Linked DNA regions of Sus scrofa: region 1 is linked to region 2. Evidence: chromatin contacts called from public Hi-C data. All regions are on one chromosome and are shown on one strand. Each heading gives the region's core, a stretch centred on a gene start, on an enhancer-like site or on the middle of the called end of the contact. The rest is flanking DNA. Distances are from core to core; before and after follow the strand shown.

Region 1 (4,675 bases), core at 613-3,112, 140 kb before region 2:
CAAGGTAAGTGAGCCATTTGGGCCCACTCCGTGAGACCTTTCGTTTTCTCACTTACGTGTGCGTGTGTTTGTGTATGTGTACACTTCTGGGTAGATACTGGTAAGACGAGAAAAAAAAAAAAAAGGCCCAAAGTCCTGTAGTAAACTCTTCAGAAGGAGTCGTAATTAGTGTCTTTGGTGTCGAAAGCAGCTTACGGTTTGCTGTTTCTTTGTTGTGGTTAAGAGAAGGAAAAGTTAGAAAATCTGAGAGAGAGCAGGACAGAGACCTCTGTTGAGTTGGTCTGTGTTATGAACTCATTATGAATTAGCAGGTTATTACCCTCCCGCCCTTCAGTCCAGCCTCCCCTGATACCTTGTTGAAAACGCTACGACATTATGGAACGTTTGTTGATTAGGAATTTGTTCCCTTCATAAGGCTGCTGGCGACCGTCTGGGTAAGATCTGTGTAACGGGTAGAATGCTTATTTTTTTTAAATGAGAATAGAGTCAAAATAATTTAACAGAAGGAATTCTTTGTTTATGTCTATAATAGACTGTAGTTTACCTTCGTCCGTGGAAGAACTTCTCTAAGAGTATATGCATTCATATTCATCCTGTATCAATCATGGCACTACACTCTTATTAAGGAATTTTTTAAAAAAAAGGTATTAAGTGATCAAGTAGTTTGTGCTCAGCACAGTCAATCTACCAATACAAGGCTTTAGAAAGAAAGAAAAGATGCATGGCTGAAGGAAGTTAATGGAAGCGCAACATTCAGTATAATTGCAAGATGGGTATTGTTTTAGTGAAAACCTCTTCCTGTAGGATGCTGAGAAATTATATGTAAAATTTGGACTGTTGCTGTTTAGTCAACCTAGGGTCAATAAAAGGCAGCATGTTCTTTGTTGTGGTTTTAAGAGGCTCCATAAAGCTCATACGTCTTAGTATTTCTCCCCATGTATACTCGACAGCAACTATGGGGTAATAGTGAAATGGTCACCTTAGTTGCTTATCTTTTTTTTCCTTTATAAAGCTGTGAAATTGAGCTCTTGTTTTCATTTGTGAAAGTATGCCCTATTCCAGTGACAGAGAAGCTGATCAATGATGATATTTCAGAGGCATCTTATATGTTGAAATGTTTATTCTGCATGCGCATTTATTAACTGTCTGGTCATATCTTCCTGTTACCTAAGGGAGGGTGGAACATTTGAACTTGGATTTCTGTCTAGGTACACAGTAGTCTGTTATTTCAGTGATGCCATGTTTATTTAACTGTTTGATAGCCAGCTCTCGTATTGCACAAGTTAGATTGTTTTAGGGAATTAGCCAAATAGCTTTTGGGTTTTAAATGTTTAGCTGTTGGGTTCATAACAGCCAGTTGTATTTATTTTTCACTAATTTTGGTTTTGCACCTCTTTTTGCCAAATGCTTATTTAAAGTGATACATAGCTTAGCTGTGTAAAAGCTGGAGGCTCCCATAAGCTCTTGTCTCATTTTTTGTTGTGGTTGCTGGCAGTCTTTGGTAGTGATATTTCCCATCAATCTTGTTTTAATTAAATTGTGGGCTAGGTGTGCCATGGAGGGGTATTGTTAGTGACCAGTGTGTGGCAGGTCTCAAACTTCTCACAGAGAGGGAGAAAATTCTCAGTGGTGGAGCTAGGGTGGCCCACTTCCCAAGCTCTCTGGCCTCCCCCTGAATGCCACCTTCTTAGCTCTGAAGTTTGGAGCTTGGTGTCCACGTCCCACAGCTGCTGGGATTATCAAGTGTGTCTGTGATTCAAGACTAGGAAACTGTGTTTCCGCCGCCTGGCCTGTGCTCAGCCCAGTCCTCAGATGCTCAGGTGGCTTCCCTCCAGCAGCTGGCCTCTGTCTCTTTGTTTCACATGTGAGGGGCGGGGCCTGTGTGACGAGCTGGTTCCTGGTGCCATCCAGCCTCATCTGGACGAGCAGTCCCTGGGGCTGTGTGGTGCGTGTGCCGACTCTTGGCGTCCGGAGTGGATCAGGGAGGACGTGTCCGACCGTTGCGATGATCCTATGAGGTGGCACGTAAGTCACCAGGAGCACTGGAAGTGAGGGAATGGCTGGTCTGGTGACTGTCCCCTTCCCGCCGTCCTGTGGGAGCTCTAGTGAGCAGTGGCAACTGAAGTCTGGATGCAATCGTCTATTTCTCATAGCAGATCTCCCGAAGGCAGTTAAAAACTGGTTGTGTGATTTCCTGTAATTTATTTAGCATCTTAGCCAGTAGTGAAAGTTCGGGATTGTTTTTTCCTTTCATGTTTAGCACAGATCCTTTTTATTTTATTTATTTTTGTCATCTTAGGGCCACGCCTGTGGCATATGCAGATTCCCAGACTAGGGGTCAAATCGGAGCTGCAGCCACCAGCCTACATCAAGCCACAGGATTGCTTGTAATTGGAGTCCCAGTAAGGACAAAATTAATTGTTTTTGTTTGTTTTGCTCAGAGTACCAATCATTAATATAATTAAAGCATCCACAGTAATACAGATTCATAATCTCTTATTTTTAATTCTGAAATCTGAAGGCTCTGAGGATCAAAAACTGTTTATGCTAAGTTGGAACTCATTTGACCATCAGGTCAGACTTGACCCGAACTGATGGGAGGCTTTTTGTATTCTTAACTCAGTTCACTCTTTGTGAATTTATACGGCTTTTGCTATAAAGGACCAGTGTGATAGAATAGGGCTTGTTGCTCAGACACCATTGGGTGTTACATAATATGTGGTGTTTTCGATATGGTACCTTTCTAAATCCAAAAACCTCTGAATTCTGAAGAACCTCTGATCCTAAGAATCTTAGCTGGGGGATTGTGACACTGTGTGTTCTTGCTGGCCAAAACATTTAAGGAACAAAACTTGGGCAAAACATGTGGGCTAGGTGTTTCTAGCTCCAGGTACAATACAAGGCTGGCAGATGAGAGAGAACTTTGAACCTTTGGTAAGTGGGCTTTGCTTTGGAGTTTGTTTTGACATTTCTGCACTTAGGGAGTGTTCACTTTGCTCAATCAATGAGATTCACTACAAATTTACTTATCCAGTCAGCATGCCCTGCAATATAATATAACTACAGTCTCATTTTACATGAAGGGTTTGTTCCAAATTCTGATTACAAACTTTGAAGTCAATTGATTGCAGCTCAGAGGTCCTGCTCCATTAAGCCAGTAGAGCTTATGCATTTGACCAGAGCACCGCTATCCTTGGTTAAGCTCCAATGGGTTGGTTCTAGTTTATAAAAAGAGACGAGCATAGGGTCTTGGTTACCCATAAAATGTTGAATCCCAAAGCATCCAAAAGCAGGGGGGAGAAAAAGGCCATCCAAAAGCCAAACATGAAGCGCGTCCCTGAGATGTCCGGATTCTGCGAGGCAGACGGTTAAACGTCTGGCCGATGCTGCTGACGTGTGGCAAGGCGAGCCCTGGGGATTCTTGCCTCTGCTTGGAATATTAATTATCAAATTCTTTGAAAATATGCAGTTACTAAAACTATAGGGTAAGTTCCTTCATTGACCAGGATGAAACTGACCCAACGATTGTGGTGAATACGTAAGTGATAGTGATGTGAAACCTTTCTACAGTCAGAATTTTTTGTTTGTTTGTTTTGGTTTTTTTTGTCTTTTGTCTTTTTAGGGCTGCCCCTGTGGCATATGGAGGTTCCTAGGCTAGGGGTTCAGTTGGAGTTGTTGCTTCCGGCCTACACCACAGCTCACAGCAATGCCAGATCCAAGCCGCGTCTGGGACCTACACCACAGCTCACGGCAATGCCGGATCCTTAACCCACTGAGCGGGGCCAGGGATCGAACGCGAAACCTCATGGTTCCTAGTCAGATTCGTTTCTGCTGAGCCACGATGGGAACGCCTCTACAGTCAGAATATTTTATTAAATATTTGAGAACCAAAATTGAAAAAAAATTATTGAGACGGAAATTTGGGCTTTAAAAGCAAATGAGCCTGTCCTGTCCTCTGTGGTGCATGAAGGGCTTATTGAATTTTTGGTTGTCCTTTCCCCACCTTCGCATCCCCCCACCTCTGCTCATTCAGTTGATTGGTCAGAACTTTCTTTCTTTGGTACTTTGACCTTTTCAGTCTCTACTTTTCCTTTCTTGGAGAAATTCTCCTTACCTTTCTGCCCCAGGCCGGTGAGTCAGGAGGGGAAAGAGGTGATGGTGAATGGAGCCCCAGTCAGATCAAAAGCCCGCGTGGTGAGCGTTGAAGTGGAGGTGCCGTTATTTTTAAGTTATTGAGCATGAGCTTTCCGGGTACCAGGCCATTCCTTTCCCCTTGCTGAGTTAGTGTTCTTTAGGGATGCTGAGGCTAATGTATTACTTAAAAGGTAGCAGTTTGTGTACTGGTGGTCTCTGAGCAGGCTCTCGCTCTCTGACGCTCTCTTAGATGAGCATCCGTGGGCTCTCCAGAGGCTTGTCTGTAGCGTGAAACATCTGGTTCTTTGCTTCTTAAATGTCAGTCTTCTCTTGATAATCACAAGTTGGTGGACCACAAGTTGAGAGCTCTGATCTGATCTTCTGTCTTACCCAGGAGAGAATGTCCCCGGTCACCAGTAATCACCTGTGCCCTTCTGCTTTTCTTCCTCAGGAAGCAGGTTTTTCTTCTTCCTTCCTTCTTTCCTTTCTTCCTTCCCTTGGTCGTCTTTGTCTTCGTCTTCGTCTTTTTGGCTGCTCTATG
Region 2 (4,495 bases), core at 1,939-4,438:
GCGGTGGCAGGTCAGGTTCCGCCGTGGGCTGCCCAGCACACCATCATCTTCCAGATGCGCTCGAGAGCGCACAGGTGGAGTTTACCAGTGTCGGGGCTCCTCTGGGGATCCGGGGATTCGGTTGGTTAACAGAAGAAGGAGCCCAAGAGAGCCCGGCTTTAATTACCAGAGTTGATGCTGGGAGACAACCAGTTGCCTCTGGAAAAAGATCTGTAAAGGTAGCTATGCCCAAACAGCGACGCTTCTGCTCGGTGCCTGGCTTCTCACTTCAGCGGTCATCAGGTCCAGCCCTCAAATCCTTAGGGTGAAAGGAAGGGATGGCTTGGGTGGGGGTCTGTGCCAGGAGCCCTTCCTGCCTTGCTTCACGACCCTGGAATTAGTAGGTTTTGCCAGGAGACAGTACAGCCCTAATTCCCAGGCAGAGGTGGTCTTACAAGTCAGAGGGCCTGAGCCGACTGCAGGGCAGAGCACCCTTCCTGGGGGACATGCCCCAGGCCAGCTTCCTGGCACCAGCTGCAGGGGCCCGAAAGTCTGGAAGGCAGCTTCTCCCTCCTGCCCCTTGGGTCTGCAAACCTTGTTTCCTAACTACTCAGTGCTGCTGGGCCTGCTCCCTGGAAAAACACAGCCTGTTTTGTTTGTTCTTTTTCTTTTTTCTTTTTTCTGAGATTCAGATCTCTCTGTTCTATCTAGAAAGTAAGTGTTAGGTTTCTTCATCCTTTTTGCCTGGACCACCAAGAAGGAGCCAGAAGGTGACCAAAGGGCCTGCTGCAAACAGAAGTTTTAGCAGAGGCGTGTGGTCTTCAGGCATTGTGTAGAGATGGTCTGGCTGTGCCTTTTTCTCTGCGTATTAAGTTAAAATACTTACTTAGCATCTGGACAGTTAATAATCTTCAAGAATTAAGACAACTGCTTCAAAATGCTTACTTTCTAACCACTGCCCCACCATGTGTCAGTTGCCACCAAGTGCAGCTTGCACACGTGCCTCCCCATCCTGTTGCTTCTGCCTCCCCCTTTTATTTTTATTTTATTTTATTTTTTTTTTGTCTTTTTAGGGCCACACCCACGACATCATGGAGGTTCCCAGGCTAGGGGTGTTCCCCCCTTTTTTAGTAGGCAGCGTTTGGCCTCTCGAGGCTGCCTGTTGACGCTTTGGTAAAGAAGAAATCCACTGTCCTCACAGCAGAAGAGGCGTTTGCGGGCGGCCCCTACTGGGCACTCACTGCGGTCCAGAGCCCTGGACTAGACTGATGCCTGCCCTCCTGCATCCGCCCCTCCCAGCGTGTACAGGGAGGCAGCCTTTCCAGGGCCTTCCTTAACAGAAGACCCACGAGCGCCATCATTTTTCCTGCCAGTCCATGGCATTGTCCTGTGAGAATGAAGAGGAAGAAAGACTGTGTGTGCCCTGCCCTGAACTGAGAGCAGGCCATGCGTGTTAAGGGTTATTTCCAAAAGCAGCAGCCTGCCTTTGCTCATGAGGAGAGGACCTAATCGCAGACAGCAGCACCCCTGGGCTCTCTGTGCTGTGTCCCTGGACCCCATCTTCCACCCCCTTGGGGTGTTGGGACTCGTGGGCGGTGGTGGCAGGAGTCACGTTGTAATCCCACAGAGTTGGAGGCAGTTTGGGCTGTTCCCTTAGGCTTCAGTAGTGGGATGAAATCATTGACCACCTTTTCCTGCCTCCAACACAGTCTCCCAGGGGGCCTCTGAGAAGGGATGCTGTGCGCAGGCGGGAGAGGACTGGGGCCTGGGGAGCTTGCTCGGTGGCCGTGCTGAGCCCAGACATGCTCCCCGAGAACCAACCTTTGATATGTGAAATGCCTACAGTGTCCTCCCTTCAGCAGCCTGTGCTGTGCTTCCATTTCCCAGGATCCCTTAGGGAGAAGCCACGTAGCTCATCTTCCTTTAAAGAAATTGTCTTCTCATTGGGCAGGACGGCTCACAGGCTCTCCCCGACCTCTGCGGCATGAGGGAAGGGAAACAGCAGTTGTGTGTGCAGGCAGTGTTTGAGCGGGTAGAACTGACCTGCTTGAAGACCGAAGGAGGCCCAGTCAGGTTTTCTCCTGCGGCAGGGCTGTCCGCAGCCCCGTCCAGGCCCCACCTCCGCCTCAGGCACTGGAGTGGCGCCCACACACCCTGGAATGGGTCTCCAGGCTGTTGTTGCCCAAGGTCAAGCAGAACTTACCTGAAATGGGTTTATCCCTGAAAAGCTACCTGTGCAAGGTGGGCTGGCAAGACTGCACCCCCCCCCCCCCCGAGCCCAGATGCCCAAGGCAACACAGGGAGCCTGCCCTGCTGAACTTGGTGGACTCGGCCAACACACCGGGGGCCTGGGCAGTGCAGCCACCTCTTGTGGTTCAGGGGCCTGGGATTGAGCCCAGGGCGGCCTGACTCCTCTCTGTGTCTGTTTCTCCCCCTCCTCCCAGCCCCAGCCCACCACACAGACATCTCCTTCCCTTCTGTGCACTCGAGCCCCAGGCACTGTTTTTCTTTTGGTGGGAAATCGGAGAAGCCTAATGTGGCTAGTTCTCCTCTGTGCCGAGAGCCTGCCTCAGGGAGGGAAGCTGTTACCTAAATCCAGGAGCCAGTCTCTGAGTGCCCGTGGCCGGTGGACCTGAGAGGGGAGGCGAACCTGCTGACTGTGGCTGCACTGCACCCCCACCCCGCTTCCTTTTCCCGGGCCCCAAACCCGCTCAGTTCCTTGAGTCGCGTGCAGAGACCCAAGGTGTGTTGACCGCAGGCCTTGTTGTGAGAGGAGGTGAGAGCTTTGGGAACAAAATGATCATTATAGCCACTCGTGTCGGCAGCGTGTATGCCTCTGGGTTTGCTCGCCAGCACAAGCAGAAGCTAATTTGCAAGGCTGCCTTTGTGGAGCTGCCTTTTGATCAATGATTGCCTGTGTTAATGTTTCAGTAAGCTATTGATTTCTGCAACAGCTTTTGTTCCCGGGATTTATGTGCAGTCGGTCTCCGCAGCACACACTCTGCATGTTTGATTAAAGTTCAATTGACTTCATTCCTGGTGAGGCCTCGAGCTGCTTCACTCCCTATTTGTAGAACCAGAGCTTTCCCCGAATATTCTTTTGTTTGTGCTCAAGACCTAGCCACCCATGCAGTCACCAGTGTGCTGTTTCTAATCCTCCTAGATTTGCTCCATTCCAATGTTTAATCCCTTCCTAGACGGTACGGTGGCTGAGAAGCAGCTAATAAAACCTGGTCTGGATTCTTATTTAAGTATTATTGTGGTCAGCTTCATTCATACCGTATATGCCACAAAAATGCGCCCCCCTGAAGAGCACACATTCGATGCGTTCCGACAGCTGGATCTACCCGTGTTCCTCTGTGTGTACAGCACCAGCGTCACCCCGAAGACCTCCTCGGGTCTTTTTAAAGGCACTTCCCTGCCCCTCACTCTCCAGGCTCCAGACGACCCCAGCTTTGCTTTCTGTGGCCATAGACGGAATCGTCCAGTCTGCACCCTTTTGTGGCTGGCCGCGATCGCTCAGTGTGCCGACTCTGGGGTCCGTCCGTGTTACTGCGTCATCACCGTCTTCCTTTTACTGCCCAGTGGGATTCTCGGTAGTGGGTTACGATAACATGCTGCTCGTCCTCCTGATGAGGAGTTGCTTGGCTCTTAAGAGTGACGTTTCTGTGAACATTTGTGTAAAAGTCTTTGTGGGCACATGTGTGTTTATCCTTTGGGGGTGAACGCCTGGGTGTGGACTGCGTGGCTCAGTTATACGGTCCATGTTTATTCAGCTCGGTCAGATCTGCCAAACCCTCGCACAAAGAGGTCTGGCCATGTTACAGTCCCGCCAGCAGCGTGGGAGAGTTTTCGTCAGGCCACTGTCTTCCTGAATTTTGAAATTTATATTCTTTCATGTTAGTGTCAACAGTCCTTGAGGCTTGTTCGCTTTGGTCCTGGGCCCTCAGATTATGGACTCTGCTCCAGGTCCCTTGTCCGAAAGCTGATAATTAAGCGTTGGCCGAAAGTTGCTTTAACTCCAGGTTTACAGGTGTGCCCTGGTTTTCCTCACCTGCTCAAGGAGGACACGATGCCCGAGCACAGGCTTCCAGTTGTGAACCTGAGGCTTTTTCTGTCTGGTATCTGATATGGGCCTAACCTTATTTGAATCTGCGGGTGATACCACCTTTTTTTGGGGGGGGGCTCTTTTTGCCTTTTCTAGGGCCACTCCCACAGCATATGGAGGTTCCCAGGCTAGGGGTCTAATCGGAGCTGCAGCCACCGGCCTACACCAGAGCCACAGCAATGCGGGATCTGAGCCTCGTCTGCGACCTACACCACAGCTCACGGCAATGCCGGATCCTTAACCCACTGAGCAAGGCCAGGGCTCAAACCCACATCCCAGTTGGATTCGTTAACCACTGAGCCACGACAGGAACTCCAGGCGATACCGTCTTTCAATACCATTGTAAACTCTCTGAGAATATCCACATTTGAAAAATAGAAGTGGGCTCTCTTAACGGTGCGAGTCAGC

Evidence for each region. A called contact is a pair of places that touch in the nucleus more often than the background predicts.
Region 1: a contact with region 2 is called in a Hi-C map of liver, with 8 times the contacts expected there. The contact joins two enhancer-like sites. A contact is called at or near these places in 4 of 47 Hi-C or Micro-C datasets (all in liver) and 1 of 2 datasets of contacts at active chromatin or transcription factors (skeletal muscle).

Annotation. Positions count from the first base shown.
Region 1 is chr6:69,102,313-69,106,987 of Sscrofa11.1, reverse strand. RERE (arginine-glutamic acid dipeptide repeats protein) reads left to right here. Exons shown (of 24, transcript XM_021095277.1): 7 at 1-4. Among named protein-coding and RNA genes, the nearest start is that of RERE, 150 kb to the left of the region's middle. Within about 2 kb of position 1,862, at least 9 of the 83 cell types and tissues checked have an H3K27ac peak or open chromatin away from gene starts, as enhancers often do. A contact at or near this core is called in liver, where this site is marked.
Region 2 is chr6:68,968,059-68,972,553 of Sscrofa11.1, reverse strand. The region is part of intron 12 of RERE (arginine-glutamic acid dipeptide repeats protein); the gene reads left to right. Among named protein-coding and RNA genes, the nearest start is that of SLC45A1, 36 kb to the right of the region's middle. Within about 2 kb of position 3,188, at least 14 of the 83 cell types and tissues checked have an H3K27ac peak or open chromatin away from gene starts, as enhancers often do. A contact at or near this core is called in liver, where this site is marked.